Linked DNA regions of Mus musculus: all the other regions are linked to region 2. The links are chromatin contacts, called in public ChIA-PET and Hi-C maps. All regions are on one chromosome and are shown on one strand. Each heading gives the region's core, a stretch centred on a gene start, on an enhancer-like site or on the middle of the called end of the contact. The rest is flanking DNA. Distances are from core to core; before and after follow the strand shown.

Region 1 (2,700 bases), core at 21-2,520, 300 kb before region 2:
CGCATAATCCATGTAACAGGCACTGGATGTAACTGGCTACTTGTGACAGCTCAGGAATGTTCACAGAGCCTCCCACAGACGGGGATACTCTGGAGAGTTAATGAGAGATTTTCAGCAATGACTCTTGAGATGGATTCTGGATGATAAAAGTGGTTTAGGTGGAGGTAGAAAAAAAAACGTATCACAAGGAAACAAGGAGTAACATGACAAAGTCAGAGACATGCAATCAGAAGGGGAAGCCATTCAGGTCTCCAGGTAGGCGCCAGACCCACACAGCAGTTGTTACAATTACCCACGATATTATCTTTATAATGTCTGTCTTCAATGATGGAATCAAGTACCATGTTGCCAAGCCTTGGATTATATATAACCTGAGATCCCTACAGAACTGTGTTAAGAAATCTCCACTTCCCTCAAGCGAGAGGAAAAAGAACATTGAGGTGGCATTCTATCGCCATCTAGTGCCGAAAAGATAATGGCATGTTTGCTTCTGTAAAATCCCAAGTGAGGTACAAAATCCAGCACCTATATCCTAGAGATCCTTCCCAATGCCCTACTTGGTTATTGCTGCCTGAAATTCTCCTGTCCGCCCTTTCTCTTCCAATCCTACCCCCACATTCCTTCACCGGCTAAATGCTTCCACTAGACCAAGTTTCTCTCTTTAAAATCACCACTGTATTAAAATTTACATGTATTGAAGTCATGGCTCTCATTAGTTCCAGAAAGGAGGGATTTGCCTGCAGTCTGCTCACTTCACCTCCTGGAGTATGTCCGACTCGCTGTAATACCGTGGAAGCACTACCTGGTGGTTGCTTCATGATTCCTAAAGTTTTGCTATTAGCAGTCTTTTCTACTTGGGCCTGTCTTTAGGTAACTCCCTTTAGAAAATTTATCAAATGTCTATTGTATAACCACTTGACGATCTAGCAGTCAAAATCTGATCTTAACCAAAAGGACACATTTTGAACTTTAGCGGAATCTTTTCAGAAAAGATAACAGTTCAGGCGGGGATTACTGCATTGAACACATTTCGTTAAGAATCAGTGGCATCTTCTCTTTGCAAGCTTGTTACTGCAGACTTCACCGCCCAGCACTCGGACTTGAGGAAGACCCGCTACAGCCTCACTATCCAGACTCGGCTCACTGAGGGAGGGACCCCCTCACCATTTGCCTGCAGCTGTAGGCTGGGGCCAGGGGGTGGAGCCTTACTGCTGTGCCAATCTCCAAAAGGGGGCGGGGCCTGCATTGCAGCTCCGGCGCTAAGTTTACGTCATTTCCTCGCGCCAGGGAGTAGTTCTGAAACCCGCGTTGCTGAGTGTCAAGGCGCTGTTGGAGGTGTCAGTGGAGAGGCGGCAGAATGAGCGAAGCGGACGGGCTGCGGCAGCGTCGGCCCCTGCGGCCGCAGGTCGTCACGGACGATGGCCAGGTCCCGGAGGTCAAGGAGGGCAGGTAGGCAGGACCTGGGCTGGGATCATCCCACGGGAGAGAACCCTCCTCATTATCCCGGCTTGGACCCAGGAGCCGGGTTCGGGCTGACAGGACAATCTGCGGGGCGAGGCCTTGCGTGGACCTGGTTGTCCTCCCTCACGCTGCTGTGGACCTTTTCTGTCCCTTCTTGCCACCCAGCCGCTGGAGCCAACGCCTTTTGCCTTTCTTTAGTTGCACGCATCTTCCCGACTTGTCCTTGTTGGAACCTCTGATACTCCTGGGACAGCCACCTGACCACTGCCGTCAGCCGATTCTTTCGCGTTCCTTGTTATTCACTTTCCTTAAAGAGAAGTCAGAAAAGATGCTGGGTTTCCTTTCTGCGAAGGTCCTCCTCCTGCATCTATTGACGCCGCGCAGTCTGTACTCCTCAGCGTGGAGTAGAGAACCGACTGACATTGTTGGCAGTGTTTCTGAGAATTCGGCCTTGCAGGTTTTTGTAATAGGGACAGTAGTTACTGACAGTAAATCCTTAAAAAGAAAAATTTTTTTTGGGCCCCAGTCTTTCTGACTTTCAAAATGCACTATTAGCCCACATATGAAGCATGCTCCTTAAACCGTACTAGAAGACATTTAAAATTGACTTTTCAACTTGGTGACCAGAATTTTGTACTTTGAATATCTAGATCAGCCTCAAAGTTGTGGAATTAACTTATATGATAGAAATATTAGAAATATTTCTTTGGTCACCAGCAATGTGATGAAGGGATGTGGTGCATACTAGATGAGAGACAGTTTTTGCTTCTGATGATCGGTTTGACTAATGGTAATAAGATAAACATACAAACATGTTTTGGCTTTGGAAAGAGGAGTTTGTAAAAGAACAGGAAGGTACTAACTAGTATGGATCTTGATTAGGGAGACCAGCCATCCTAGGTAGCCTTGAGATCTCATTAACTAGGACTCACCTTGCTAAATGTGGGTAGATTATGACAAATTGCTCACCCTGCTTGTTGTGGGTATTGCTAATTAATTGCTAATGGTTGGTGAGTCTTTTAATGGATAAGCAAGGAGTGGCCAAACCTAACTGCAGGAACTAGGAGAACTAGGAAAGGGTGGAGCTGTGGAGAGCCCTATCTGGGCACTTGGAGAAGAAAAGTGTTTTGAAGCCTGGGTACCCGGGGACTCTTGATAGATTGGCCTGATATTTAGAACAGCTTCTGTGATACTTGTGACCCACAGGCAAAGGGGCATATTTATCTTTTTTTTTTAAGG
Region 2 (2,700 bases), core at 39-2,538:
TGGCCTATGTTCTGCTGAGATGACTTTCCAGATGAGATGGTGCTCTGCTCTGCTCTGCTCTGCTCTGCTCTGCTCTGCTCTGCTCTGCTCTGCTCTGCTCTGCTCTGCTCTAGACAGATGTTACTTGCTATTCTAAACACTCTCTGAGACAGGTAGCTTTCTGGTCAAGACAGCTCTCTCTGCTAGTAAAAATTTTAAAAGCTCTCTAGATAGCTCATGGGTTTTCTAACTAAAGTCAGAGAAACTGCTGTAAAAATAAGCTTGGATCTACTGGCCAAGTCAAAAATACAGATAGAAAAATTGTTTTGTTTTGTTTTGTTTTGTTGAGGAAGGAGTTTAATAGTTTAGCAGTTAAGGACATTTATGAGTGAAAATCACCACCTCATAAAAAGAGAGGCATTATTGTTTCTTTCCACCTTACAGGGTACCTCCCTTTATTCCTTCCTTCCTTCCTTCCTTCCTTCCTTCCTTCCTTCCTTCCTTCCTTCCTTCCTTCCTTCCTTCCTTTCTTTCTTTCTTTCTTTCTTTCTTTCTTTCTTTCTTTCTTTCTTTCTTTCTTTCTTTTTTTCTTTTTTTAATCGAGACAGGGTTTCTCTGTATAGCCCTGGCTGTCCTGGAACTCACTCTGTAGACCAGGCTGGCCTCGAACTCAGAGATCCACCTGCCTCTGCCTCCTGAGTGCTGGGATTAAAGGCATGCACGCGCGCCACCACGCCCGGCTACAGGGTACCTTTCAATAAATGTGGATTTCCAAACAGGAATATGAAGGAGGGAAGCAGTGTAGAGGAAGAAAGTGCCCTTGAGGGCTCCACCCTGCCTGCCGTCACCTCACATCTGTAGCTTTAATACTCTCAGGAAAAGATGACCATCTTTTGTAGAATGTTTGTACATGTTTTCATATTTCAATTTCCACTTAAACTTTCTAAGGCTTTAACTGGCTCTATAGATTAAATGAGTCTGTGCTTTCCTTGCAATGCACTTATGCTTATTAATGGCATTTTATAATTTTGTATGAATGCCTATTTTCGCTAAATATTTTGCTTTCACTAAGTACTTTCCAGCTTTCCTGGGGGTTGGTGGAATTACTCTTTACTGACTAATAAACATTCTCCCGACCCATAGGACTCAGTTATTCGGGGGCTCGAGGGGGGCCATGCCTGAAAGAGAAACGGACGAGAAAGAACGAGCGAGACCAAGCAATGATTGTCAAGGTCTCTTTATTGTGAGCAAGGTTACAGAATATAAGCACTAAGAAGGAGGAAGTAAAAAGGGAGAACCTTGCCCGTGCCTCAGCCCGGGGGCAGGGGTGTTCTGCATAACTGCCTGGGAACTTATTATCTACTCTTAGCTCAGGGAACCTTCTGTGGTTTTTCTCAGAAAGTTTGCAGATACTATTATCTGATCTTGATGTTCTGTCAGCTGTCATTTCAAAAGGTCAGAAGTTTCTCAAGGAGGGAGGGGAACTTTGGCTTATAGCTCAGTGTCAGTCTCCAACAAAATGTTACTGCCTGTGCTCTTTACCTTAGGCCTACAAAACTAAACAAAAATCACTGCTGTCCTAGAAGGGTTCTGGATTTGTCTGTTGTGACTTGCTGCTGTCAGCACTGCTTTTACCATTACTTGATGTGGGAAAGCAATCACTGTTTTACTACTAGTGTCCACGTTCGTTTCATGCTAACAACTATGTATATGGGTATTTCACCTGCATGGACATCTGTACCACACTAGTTAGTGCCTGGTGTCTGCATAAGCCAGAGGAGGATGTTGGTTCCCTACAACTAGAGTTACAGAGGTTATGAGCTTCCACATTTGTGCAGGGTTCTCTGGAAGAACAACAAGTGCTCTTAAGCACTGAGCCATCTTCAGCTCCTCCCCTTCACAGCTTAACACTACTGGTGAGAACAGCATTTCCAAACTGACTTTGCTGCTAGCATTGCTCTAGCGACCAGCATTACATGTAGACCAAGACATGGTGGGACATTAAGCTGCTTAGATGTCAGGACCTATTCAGTGGGAATTGAACCTGAACTCTGCCTGTGTTTGGTAGAAGGAGCACTACTTGTGGAGCTAATGAAGATGTCATGTGAGCTAGAAGGACAACTGATGTCACTTGACAAGAACATTTCTTTATAAACTGCTTAACAGATATTCACATCAGGACACAGGCTTTAAGAAAAAATGGAACCGGACTTCTGGACCTCATCTTCGACGGTACTTGATTTCTAGTCTTGAGAGAGATGTGGGAACTTTTTCCTGGAGAATTCTTTCTTTCTTTTTCTGTAAACTTCCCTTTCTTGCTTCAATACGGGTGTGTTTCTCAATGCTTAGTCTGATAAATCGATCCACATAAGGCACTGCGAAGAACCGCCTCCTGTTGTATCTTTTATTTAGGCACCAAAGTATAGGCCAGTGCTTGAATTTGTGCCAGACGATTCGTCCAAAGATGCTTTTCCAAGCATCAGGTCTTGGTTTTTCTTGACCAATCTGAAGAAGCCTAAAGCATCTTCCCTCTCCTAGACAACTTTATCTAAGGCATCCATGGAATCAACAACCTTTTCTAACCACTCTGGACTTGGCATTGGCAATCTCATCACGTGGCCTCCTGTTCTAGAGTTAGAAGCATGGTTCTTTCCTTCAGAAGCGCATACCAAAGCTTCTGTAAGTTTTCATTGCTTTTGTTTCTCAGCTGCTGGCAGGTCC
Region 3 (2,700 bases), core at 189-2,688, 440 kb before region 2:
CATGTATTTCTCCTGGTAGTTGTAGAAAGAAAAAAAAACACATATATCTATATCTATATCTATATCTATATGTATATAGATATAGATATAGATAGATGAACAGTCCGGTGAAGACTGCCTCCTCCTGATTCTTTTGCAGGGTGCTATGCCTGCATGGGCCAGTAGGTTCTTCCAGACCTAAGTACACAGAGAGAGAGCTGTGTAACTCTCAGGTTCGTTCTGTCCATGAGGCTCCAGATGGGACTCAGATACACACCATCTTAGTCTACACTTCTTCCAGGGCAGGAGAAGGGGGGCGGGCAATATTCAGACTTACCTTTATGCTTGCTGCATTATTTTCAAGGACATTGTTAAAACGCTGGTAACAGGGATGGGGAAACCTCCCCTCAACGCTAGGTATTCAGCCCCCTTCATGGCTCTGCAGCACCCCAGGAGAGATCCTGTAATCACATTCCTCTGCCTCTCCCTAGGGAAGCTCCTTCCTCACTGTCTGAGAGTTTCCTATTCTGGCTATGAGCATTCCCTACGCCCCTCACCACACAGGATCTGCAGAGACACAAAAGGACCAGGTATTTTCAGGTGACTGATTTTTTTTTGGGGGGGGGGGGATATACTCTCAGGGTGAAGGGCTGTGTCCACTGTGACCTACTCAGCAATGTTGTCTCAAAACCAATTACTTCCTGATGCTTTTAAAATAAAAATGTGTTCTCACTGACTCCCTGTCCTACATTCTGGGTGTCTACATCTGGACCTTTCTCTCTCCTTTAACCTGAAGCACCTGTGGCCACACACCAACTCAGGTGGAACCACCCTGACCCCTGGTAAGTTCTTCCATGTCACCACCGTTCCCACCTTCCACACAATCAGAACACAGGGTTTCCCCGGTTTCCTGAGCCTCCCAGTTGGGCTATCCAGTGCAGAAGGGGAGGCGCCTGGGCCTGGTTCTGCTGGGGGCGGGTCAGCACAAGCCAGCAGAATGAATGGACGCGGCAGGGCTGTGGGCTACACTCGGGCAGAGACCCCTGCTGCTTGGCCTACAGCATAGCTCACGAGTCCCACGGTGTGTTGTAGACGTGCGAGGGCTACGCAGCAGGGTCGGAAAGACAGCCAGTTGAATGGACCGAGAGCGCAAGTGACCCCGAGGCCTCCCCCCGGAGCTGTCTCCGGGCCCAGGGAGGTATCAGGCATTGGAACTGCACCACGGGGAACCCCGTCCCTCGCGCGCGTGGGGAGACCAACCGTAGTCAGTCCTCCGGGCCAAGCACATTTCGCTGGCCCCGCTTACCCTGCACGGCTCCCTCGGCCCCGCAGGAGAGGTAGTGGCGTAGCCGGAGGCAGACAGCGACCACACACCGCGCGCCCAGCTCTCCAGCGCCGGTCCGCGTCAACAGAGCCTTAACGCGTGGAAGCAAACCCCAGCAGACGCCGAGAAGCTGTCTCCGCCTACGTGCACTTTGCGTCACCGGGTGGGCAGGACGGCGTTGATGCGCGTGTGCCATGGCGTTTGCCAGCCACGCAGGCGCAATAGCCATGTGCTCTTTGGGTGTTTATTTTTCTTTCTGCCAGTAGGGGGCTCTGGAGCTCCTGCTTATCTTGGATCCTTCTAACAAGTCCTGAGGTGTGGGAGGAACAGAGCCTTGTCTTGACTAGAGTAGGAGTTACTTCAATCTCATCCATCACCTCGTCCTTCTGTAGGCTTTCCTCCTGCATCCCTCCACACCCGAGTTGCTTCTTTTACTTTCAAGGGAATTCGTGATAGGATATGCATTCACAATAGAGAATGCGGTGCTATCAAGCGTCCTTTATCCTTGGCCATATTTTCTGATGTCTTCCTAGAAGCCACAAGGTTGTCAGCTCCTAACTGCAGCGAGACTCTGGATGTATGTCCCTAATTCATTTGTCTGAATATCTCCCAAGTTGTCTTTTCCCCACCGAACCAGGACTCCGCTTCTTCCTGCCCACGTGATGGCATCTATACATTGGGGTGCAGGACACTGGTCTTGTTCCTGGAGGACATCCCTGTCTATCGGCTGGGAAAGCCTAAAAGCAAGGATTTCTAATGAAAAGATGGGGTACTCAGGGAGTGAGTGGGTGGATGCTAACCACAGAGTGCGGGGATACTGTGTGAGAGTAGGGTTGGCAATCGCTATTAGTCCCGCGAAACTATTGTAAACAGCATGTGAGCAGCTCATTGGACCTTGCCTTGTCTCACTTTAATAAAACCACCAAGATCTGATTACAACGGAAGTCTATATGGTCTCTTATTTGGCGGATCTTAAAAGCTCTCCCCTCCCCACTTCCCTGGCTGTTTTGTTGTACATAGCACTACAGCATCCCAAGGACTGACTATCTTGCTACTCACTATGGATGTGCTGTGGGAGAGAGTCTTAGTATTGGAATTGGCTATGATAAACTATATGCTCTTTGAATACAACTCCAGAGATACGACTCAATTTTCTCTTCAGTTATTGTACTAATTAACACTCTTACAAATAATGTGTGAAAGCATGGGTTCCCCACGTCTTCAACGGTGGAGTCCTTCCAAACGCTGGGTTCTTTGCTAACTTGTAGTAGAAAAACTGCACCTCACAGTTTTGACTTAATTTTCTAGTGTTTTGAAGTTTGTTCGTGGACCTGTAAGGACCCTGCTTCTGTCTTCTGCCTTCACATCTTTTACCATCTTCTCCACTTTCACAATAC

The links. A called contact is a pair of places that touch in the nucleus more often than the background predicts. ChIA-PET counts read pairs in DNA pulled down with a chosen protein or histone mark.
Region 1: a contact with region 2 is called in a Hi-C map of B cells, with 21 read pairs. The contact joins the promoter of Apmap here to the enhancer-like site in region 2. A contact is called at or near these places in 1 of 39 promoter capture datasets (liver), 1 of 484 Hi-C or Micro-C datasets (B cells) and 2 of 9 other capture datasets (adipose tissue and liver).
Region 3: an RNA polymerase II ChIA-PET map of memory CD8 T cells shows a contact between it and region 2, with 9 read pairs. The contact joins the promoter of Entpd6 here to the enhancer-like site in region 2. A contact is called at or near these places in 5 of 39 promoter capture datasets (the C10 cell line, embryonic stem cells, hematopoietic stem and progenitor cells and 2 more), 1 of 484 Hi-C or Micro-C datasets (CD4 T cells) and 2 of 115 datasets of contacts at active chromatin or transcription factors (bone marrow-derived macrophages and memory CD8 T cells).

Annotation. Positions count from the first base shown.
Region 1 is chr2:150,607,137-150,609,836 of GRCm38.p6, reverse strand. Apmap (adipocyte plasma membrane associated protein) reads left to right here and starts at 1,270. Exons shown (of 9, transcript NM_027977.3): 1 at 1,270-1,449. The coding sequence starts at 1,358.
Region 2 is chr2:150,306,024-150,308,723 of GRCm38.p6, reverse strand. It overlaps the pseudogene Gm14125 and a transcript of 3300002I08Rik not described here. Among named protein-coding and RNA genes, the nearest start is that of Gm10130, 4.1 kb to the left of the region's middle. Within about 2 kb of position 1,288, at least 27 of the 459 cell types and tissues checked have an H3K27ac peak or open chromatin away from gene starts, as enhancers often do. A contact at or near this core is called in B cells and memory CD8 T cells, where this site is marked.
Region 3 is chr2:150,747,819-150,750,518 of GRCm38.p6, reverse strand. It overlaps Entpd6 (ectonucleoside triphosphate diphosphohydrolase 6), which reads right to left and starts at 1,438. Exons shown (of 14, transcript NM_172117.5): 1 at 1,286-1,438.